Regions from separate parts of the Canis lupus genome. Here region 2 is linked to region 1. Evidence: chromatin contacts called from public Hi-C data. All regions are on one chromosome and are shown on one strand. Each heading gives the region's core, a stretch centred on a gene start, on an enhancer-like site or on the middle of the called end of the contact. The rest is flanking DNA. Distances are from core to core; before and after follow the strand shown. Region 1 overlaps VWF (von Willebrand factor). Region 2 overlaps LOC119866432 (a long non-coding RNA gene).

What was found. Hi-C and Micro-C count contacts between places; a contact is called where the count stands out from the background.
Region 2: a contact with region 1 is called in a Hi-C map of skin fibroblasts, with 2.6 times the contacts expected there. The contact joins two enhancer-like sites. A contact is called at or near these places in 3 of 9 Hi-C or Micro-C datasets (amygdala, blood and skin fibroblasts).

Annotation. Positions count from the first base shown.
Region 1 is chr27:7,210,087-7,213,892 of UU_Cfam_GSD_1.0, reverse strand. VWF (von Willebrand factor) reads left to right here. Exons shown (of 52, transcript NM_001002932.1): 11 at 2,803-2,939; 12 at 3,415-3,553. Among named protein-coding and RNA genes, the nearest start is that of VWF, 46 kb to the left of the region's middle. Within about 2 kb of position 1,597, at least 5 of the 20 cell types and tissues checked have an H3K27ac peak or open chromatin away from gene starts, as enhancers often do.
Region 2 is chr27:7,303,643-7,307,448 of UU_Cfam_GSD_1.0, reverse strand. All of the region lies in intron 1 of LOC119866432 (a long non-coding RNA gene), which reads left to right. Among named protein-coding and RNA genes, the nearest start is that of CD9, 13 kb to the left of the region's middle. Within about 2 kb of position 1,823, at least 8 of the 20 cell types and tissues checked have an H3K27ac peak or open chromatin away from gene starts, as enhancers often do.

The sequences.
Region 1 (3,806 bases), core at 348-2,847:
ATTCCTGAGGCACTTCAGAACACAGGTCAGTGGGGGTCAGAGCAGGAAATCAGATCGGACAATTAGATTCTAGCTCTGAAAGTTTTGCTTGTGAATGTTTGTTTGTACATGTTTGTACATTGACCCATCTTTTCCTAGGCCTTGTCAGAACTGATGCAAGTCCACTTTCATACTCAGATAAGAGCGCTCCTGAGAAAACAGAGAAAGGTCAGGGGAAGAATTCCCACCCACTTTATTGCCATCGGGTCAAGACATTAGACACAAAGGGCCACCCCACTCTGTTTGCAGGATGATGGTGGGTTCTGAGAAGTCGCTGTTTTAGAAAGGCTTTCCTGTGACCCCATGGATTTGGAATTTCAGCACATTTACAATCAGCTGGGATGACCCTTGCCCCCACCTTCCTGCCTGTGCTACTCTGCCTTCCATGGATGGTGACTCCTCACTCTTGCTCCCCTTTGGGGGCAACACAGTGGGAAGACACAAGCTGTTCCTACTTCAACACTTCTGACACCAAATGTGTGTGATTTTTCCCCAAGCTAACCAAATCTTCGACTTTCTGGAAACCAACTGGGTGTCCTATGGTTCAATTCTGACACTAACGACCAGGAATCAGTGCAGACCCAGCAGGTTAAGGGCTCGATCCCCTCAGACAGCCTGACTTCAGATGCTGATCATAAGTACAGGGTTCTCAGGGTGCCCCCATCTGTCTGGCTTGGCTACCAGTTGGGGGTTCCCACAATGCCTGATTCAGGGTCAGTAATTTGTGAGAGTGGCTCACAAAACTCAGGCATTTTACTTATTATTACTGGTTTGCTATGAAGGATATTATAAGGGATACAAATCAAAAGCCAGATGAAGAGATGCATGGGGCAAAGACCAGAAGTGTCCTGAGCACAGGAGCTTCTGTCCCTGTGGAACTGGGGTGTGGCCACCCTCCTGCTTGTGGATACATTGACGAACCCAGAAGCTTGCCAAGTCCTCTTCTTTAGGGGTTTTAATGGAGGTTTTATTACACAGGCATGATGGATCATCAATCCTCAGCCTCTCTCCTGTCCCTGGAGGCTGGGGGGAGGGGCGCGGGGTGCTGAAAGTTCCAACTCTCATCTTGCCTGGGTCTTTCTGGTGAGCAAGCCCCCCTGAAGCTACTACCCAGGGGCCCACCAAGAGTGGTTTCATTAGAGCAAAAGATGCTCCTATCACCCAGGATATTCCAAGGGTTTTAGGAGCTCTGTGTCAGGAACCAGGAATAAAGACTATATTTTTTATTATCACAGAGGGTGATGCTGACAATGATCTGGGGCCTCCCTAATTTCTCCTAATTTCTTCTGGGCTGAGTGTAGCTTCCTGTCCCAGGAAGAGGTCAGCTGCCCTGGGGGGACAGTCAGAGGACACTCATAGTACGCTGAGGCTCCTCTCCCTGGCCCTGCCTTCCAGCACACACCGAAGGCAGGACCACACCTGGATGCAAAGCTATGCCTGCCGTGCCCTTCAGTGCTAGTGTGGGCCTAAGGCGGCAGGTGGAGGGGGCCTGTGGAGCTTATCTTTGATAGATGAGCGGCTGGAATCTCTCTGCTGCCTCTGAGAACCCCCTGATCATGTGACGGAGCCAGCATCAGCCCTGGGGGGTGGGCCCAGGTGGCACTGGCTATAATACCCTCTCAGGCGGAACTTGAGGTTTAGACGGGATTAGTGCTGTGGAGAACAGGTGTCTGCAGTTTGGAGGTCAAGGGTGACTGGGTGGGAAGGAGGGCCCCCTACTTTTACAGAATGGCCATGGTGTGTGTCTATATTTATTTTTCTAAAATGTAGAAGGCCCAGATGGGAGGAAATACATAGAAGGAGTTTGGGAAGGGATCCAGATGCCCGCTTCAGCTTCAATGGGCCTATTGTAGTCTCTGGAGATGGGATTGCCCTGAGCTGGGGTGGGGCCTATAGGGGATCCCTGGAGACCTTGGCAGAGGTCCCCCACCCCACCCCACATGGACACTCTCCAGGATGTGTGGTCACTGGTTGGAAGTGCACAGGGCCAGCCGCACGGCTGGGTTGTGGTCTGGGGGAGGACGGAACAGGGTCAGGTGGAGGGTGAGCTGAGGGCTCTGCAATGGGGAATGATGAAGGGGAGTCCTCGTACCCACCCACAGATGTGTCAGCCTGAGCTAGGGAACTGGCTTGGGTGGTGGTGAGATCATGGGCAGATGGCCTCCTGGCCCCCCATTGGCCCCAACTGAAGTCACAACATTGACTTGCCCATGAGAAGGCCTTAGAGCCACCCCTCGGCTGCGGGGCGAGGATGGCGCCCTGGCCCCTGCCCTGCTGAGCCTGGAGAATGCCTGTCTCACCCCCCCCCCCCCCCAGTTCTCCATCTGGGCTGGCCTTTCTGCCTGCTTGCCTCAGAGGCCTCTCCTGGGTCAGGCCATGCCCCAGAGCCCCCCACAACAGCAGTGCAGAGAAAGGCCTCCCCCCAAGAGCCAGAACCTGTGGGGTGGCGGTGGGGAAGGACTGGGAGCCACCCTGAACTGGGAGCTCAAGCTGCGGCTTGTGTGTGTGGCTGTCACTTCTCTTGGTTGTCCTTTTGGTAAGTGAGGCATTGAGCTGAAGATCCACCTCTGGGCTCTTGTGGTGTGAGGTCTGGGACCTGAGTTAGAGTCCCCCCGTCGAACTTGTTTTCAGACTGGTGTGGGGAAGGATGCCTGTGGCGTTCCACAGGAGGTGCCCGGTGTGCCCATGCATCCCTCCTTTGCCACCCCAAGGGGAGCCCTTCCCCTCCTCCTGTGCTTACCGCCTTCCTCTGTGTCCCTCCAGGCGAGTGTCTGGTCACAGGACAGTCCCACTTCAAGAGCTTCGACAACAGGTACTTCACCTTCAGTGGGGTCTGCCACTACCTGCTGGCCCAGGACTGCCAGGACCACACCTTCTCTGTTGTCATAGAGACTGTCCAGGTGAGCTTGACTGCCACCAGTCAGGAGGTGGGGATGGGGTGGGGGCAAGGTGGTCCTAGCTCCTTTATGAGCTGCTGTGCTATGTGCTAGACCTCGCTCCTCCAGAGACTGGAGCGAGGAGGGAGAAATCTAGGGTGCACACGGCTCCCCTTGAGGATTGAAGTCCTAGTGTTGCTTTGGAACCACTGGCCCAAGCAACAGGAAGATAGCCAGAGGCCTAGAATAAAGACCAGGCCTGGCTAGGGAAAGGGTGTGGGGAGCTGCAGGGCTTGGGGATGTGGGGCTTAGGGCTTTGTCGTGGGATGCCTCCAGGGGGGCCTACTCACTGAGACCATTCTGGGAGAATAGAATTGTTTCTCCTAATGAGGCCTCGGGCTGTCTGGGCTTGTGTTCTTTCTCTGAGTAAGTGGGTCCCAGGCTGGGGCGCTGGGCAGGGGGTTTGTGGTAACATCACCCTGGGCGCCCCTCTTGGCAGTGTGCCGATGACCTGGATGCTGTCTGCACCCGCTCGGTCACCGTCCGCCTGCCTGGACATCACAACAGCCTTGTGAAGCTGAAGCATGGGGGAGGAGTCTCCATGGATGGCCAGGATATCCAGATTCCTCTCCTGCAAGGTGCGTTCCCTCCTCCGCCACTGGGGCCTGGGGCTGGTCAAACTCACCCCACAGAGCCCCCGCCCCTGCCCCTCAGCCATGCTAACTGCCCACCTCTTCTGTGAGGAGAGCTATCTGTGGAGGGATGGTTATTCTCAACATGCATCCTTGCAAAGAAGGAAAGCTTCCTGAAGGAGGAGGGGGAGTGGAGGAATTGTCTGGAGGCAAGGGAGCTTTGCTCCAGGCCAGGGAGAGAGGGTAGAGGGGCAAAGGG
Region 2 (3,806 bases), core at 574-3,073, 93 kb before region 1:
CACTGTGGAACCCTACAGAAAATATCCCACACATAGTAAAGTCCAAGAAATTCTGCCTCCCTTCTCTCCTGCTCCAGGCCACACCTTCTGGGTTCCTTAACTGTTGCACTCCCTCTGGCTACTGGGGAGTACAGGGTGCTGACCTAGGGCCAGCCTCCAGAATCTTCTCAGTGGGAGCACTCTCTTTCTCCTTAGGGGAAGCACTGTCCTGCTCACTGTTGCAGCCCCCCCACCCCCTGGGCCCAGCCCTCCCCTCTTCTCTGGCCTCACAGTGCCTGGTGGCAGACAAAACTCCTCTCCATGCCACACGAACCCACAGATGCTAATGCTTTTACTCAGCATGGAAATACTTCCTTATTTTTAGCTCTGGCCCTGGGCCATGCCACAGCTCCCCCCTCCAAGTGAACTTGTCCAGATCTGCGAGTTGTTTTCCCAAATTTGTGGCGTCGCAGGAATGTGCTCTGGTCATACAGCATTGCCAGGACTCTGCCCACACTCCTCTCTCCCAATCACCTTGTTTGCTTGTACACATCTGTTTTTGGCACACACACGCCCCAAAGTGTCTCCCCAGCTCCTTCCTCCATCTCATGTACCTGCCCTGTCTCTCCCTCCAGCAGAAAGGAAGAGTCCCAGGAAACTAAAGCTGGAGGGGACAAGGGAAGATGATGAGAGGAAGATACCATCTCCTTTTTGGCCCAAGGGGCTGGCTGGGGAGGGTGTTGTACGCTGCCCCCGTGCATGCGTGCGTGTGCATGCACGCACACACAGACACACATGCTGTGTCCTGCCTTGCATGGCATAGGGTTAGCTGTGGCTGGAGAGGCCAAAGTGGTTAACCCAGAGATTACTGCACTTTCCCTCCCAATTTAAATTTAAAATGAACAAACAACCCCCTTCTGAACAGAGTCTTAAACCAACAATGACACAGAAAACCAGGCTTCTAAATTGAGACCTGCGGTGTTTCCCATACTCCACCCCCACCCCCCCGCACCCACTGGGCAGACCGCATTCCAGCCTCTCAAGGCAAGCTTCAAGTCTGGGGAATGCTCCACTTCCAAACCTAGACTGGAAGTTCCCTGAAGGCATGGGACAGTTTGTTCTTATTGCTTTTTCATCCCTACATCCTCAGGGTAAAACCCAATTCCTGAAGGCCCACAGACTATGGAGTACTTCTCCCAACACCCTAGGTCCCCACTCCCCAGACTCTGGGCTGTTTCAAGAGTCAACAGGTGCACTCCTCCTGGGGCCTGGAAGGGCACTTGCTCTTCCCTAGGCCTGGGCCTGGATCTCATGCCCAGGATCCCTCCTTCTTTTGGATCTCTGCTAGTGGATGGCTTCTCAACTTTACAAATGACTCAGCCCAGCCCAGCCCACCTGTTCCCTCCTCCCCTGCTTTGTTACCTCCATAACCCTCCTCACCACCTGCCTCAGTCTACGGTTGATTTGTTGTCTTTGTCTCCTTCCACTTGAATGTAAACTTCACAGGGAAAATAGCTGTTCCTTTTATTTGCCATTCTATCTCTAGGGCCTATACCAGACCTTCAGTGAGTTTTAATACATATTTGTTGAAAAGGAAGGGAGTGCTTAATATGTGTGGATGCATGTGACTTGCAGCAGAAGCCTCTGGGCTAGGACAGCTGGGCCCCTGGATAAGGACATTGTCAAGGGAGAAAGGGGCCTCCTTGGCCTCCCTCTGAGGGTTAAGTGGTCACCCGCCATCCAGGTGGGACCCAGAGTGGGGAGGGCTGGTGTGTGGGACTCCCCAGGAGGCCCTGCTAGGCCTGGCCAGAGGTGAGAGGTCCCTGGCTCACCAGCCAGCTGTTCCTGCCCATCCCTTCCTGTGTAGTGAGTCAGCCAGCCTGGGGAAATGAGCCAGGGAACTGGCCCCAGTAGGGAGTATAGAGGGTTAGAGGTTAACAAAACAAAGACCTTGCTCATCCACCCCTCCCACTCTGCCCGTCAGAGATGCCTGTTCTGTATTCCCCATCTCTGTCTTGGTCAGTGCATACCTACTATGGGTTGATTGTCCCCCCACCCCCCTTCAAGTCATATGTTGAGGTACCTCAGAATGTGACTGCAATTGGCAATAAGGACAATTAATCAGTCAAGTTAAAATAAGATGATACTAGAGCAGAGTGTGGTCTAATCCACTATGATTGTGTTGTCCTAAAAAGAATGCCATGCAGATTTGGATGAATCTTTTTTTTTTATGATTTTATTTATTCATGAGAGACACACACAGAGAGGCAGAGACATAGGCAGAGGGAAAAGCAGGCTCCCTGCAGGGAGTCCAATGCAGCATTTGATTCCAGGACCCTGGGATCATGACCTGAGCCCAAGGCAGCTGCTCAATTGCTGAGCCACCCAGGTGTCCTGATATGGATGAATTTGAAAGATGTCATGCTAAGTGCAATCAGCCAGACACAAAAGGACAAACATATGATTCCACTTATGAGGCACCTAGAACAGTCAGACCCATAGAGACAGCCCACAGAGTGGGGCTCCCAGGGGCCAGGGGAGTGGGGAATGGGGAGTTAGTGTTTAATGCAGACAGTTTCAGTTCGGGAAGATGCAAAAGTTCTGGGATGGATGATAGTGATGGTTGCCCAACATAGTGAATGTGCCTAATGCCACTGAACTCTATGCTTCAAAATGGTTGAAATGGTAAATTTTTTTTTTTAAGATTTTTTTTTTTTAATTTATGAAAGACACAGAGAGAGGCAGGGACACAGGCAGAGGGAGAGATAGTCTCCCTGCCAGGAGCCCCACGTGGGACTTGATCTCAGGACCCTGGGATCATGACCTAAGCCGAAGGCAGATGCTCAACCACTGAGCTACCCAGGCATCTTGAAATGGTAAATTTTTTTAGCATATATTTCTCTCTCTCTCTCTCTCTCTCTCTCACACACACACACACACACACACACACACACACACACACTCATGAAGGCCCTGTGAAGAGAAAGAGACACGGACAAAGGGAAGACATTGTGAAGACACAGGGAGAACACCACCTACAGACCAAGGAGCAGCAGTGATGGCCCACAGACCACCAGAGGCTGGGGGAGAGGCTGAGACGCTGTCCCTCACAATGTCCATAAGAACCAGCCCTGCTCACATCTTCATCTCAGACTTCTGGCCCCTGGGGCCATGACACAATATGTTCCTGCTGTTTAGCACCCTCCTCAACCCCACACCCCTCTCTGTGGTAGGTTCTGGCAGCCCCAGGAAACGGATACAATACCACTCCTGGCCAGTAATGCTTCCTCTCCACGTCCCTTGAGTTCTGGAATTTAGGGAGAAGGGAGAAGAGGAGCTGGTTTGTGAGGATTCTTCTGGTTCTGGCTTTTTTTCATTCTATTTATTCTCTTGGTTGCTCCTTTCCTCTGCTGCCTCCTCCCCTGCTCTATAGTCCCCACACAATGTCTCAACAGTTACTTGTTCAACATCTTCTCCCCCATCTTCTCCCCCCCTACTAGACTGTAGGTCCAGGAGGCAGGGACCTTTTGTGTTCATTCAGGGCTGTGTCCTCAGTGCCTGGCTCTTTGGAGCACTCAGTACACATTGTAAATGGATGAATTCTGTAGAATGGGAAGGAATGAGCCTTGTTGCTTCACCACCCTGCTACCTCCTGGGCCCAGTCAGACATGCTTTGACAAAATGTCTGTGCTTATAATGAACAGGGGCAGTAGAGTCCCTTTTGTGACCACAGTGGATGGTTGGGCCTCTCCTGGTGGGGTGGATGCTACCACAGAATGTCCTGGGGGTAAGGCAGGGGCCTGGTAGACAGAGCTGTTCCCTTAGGT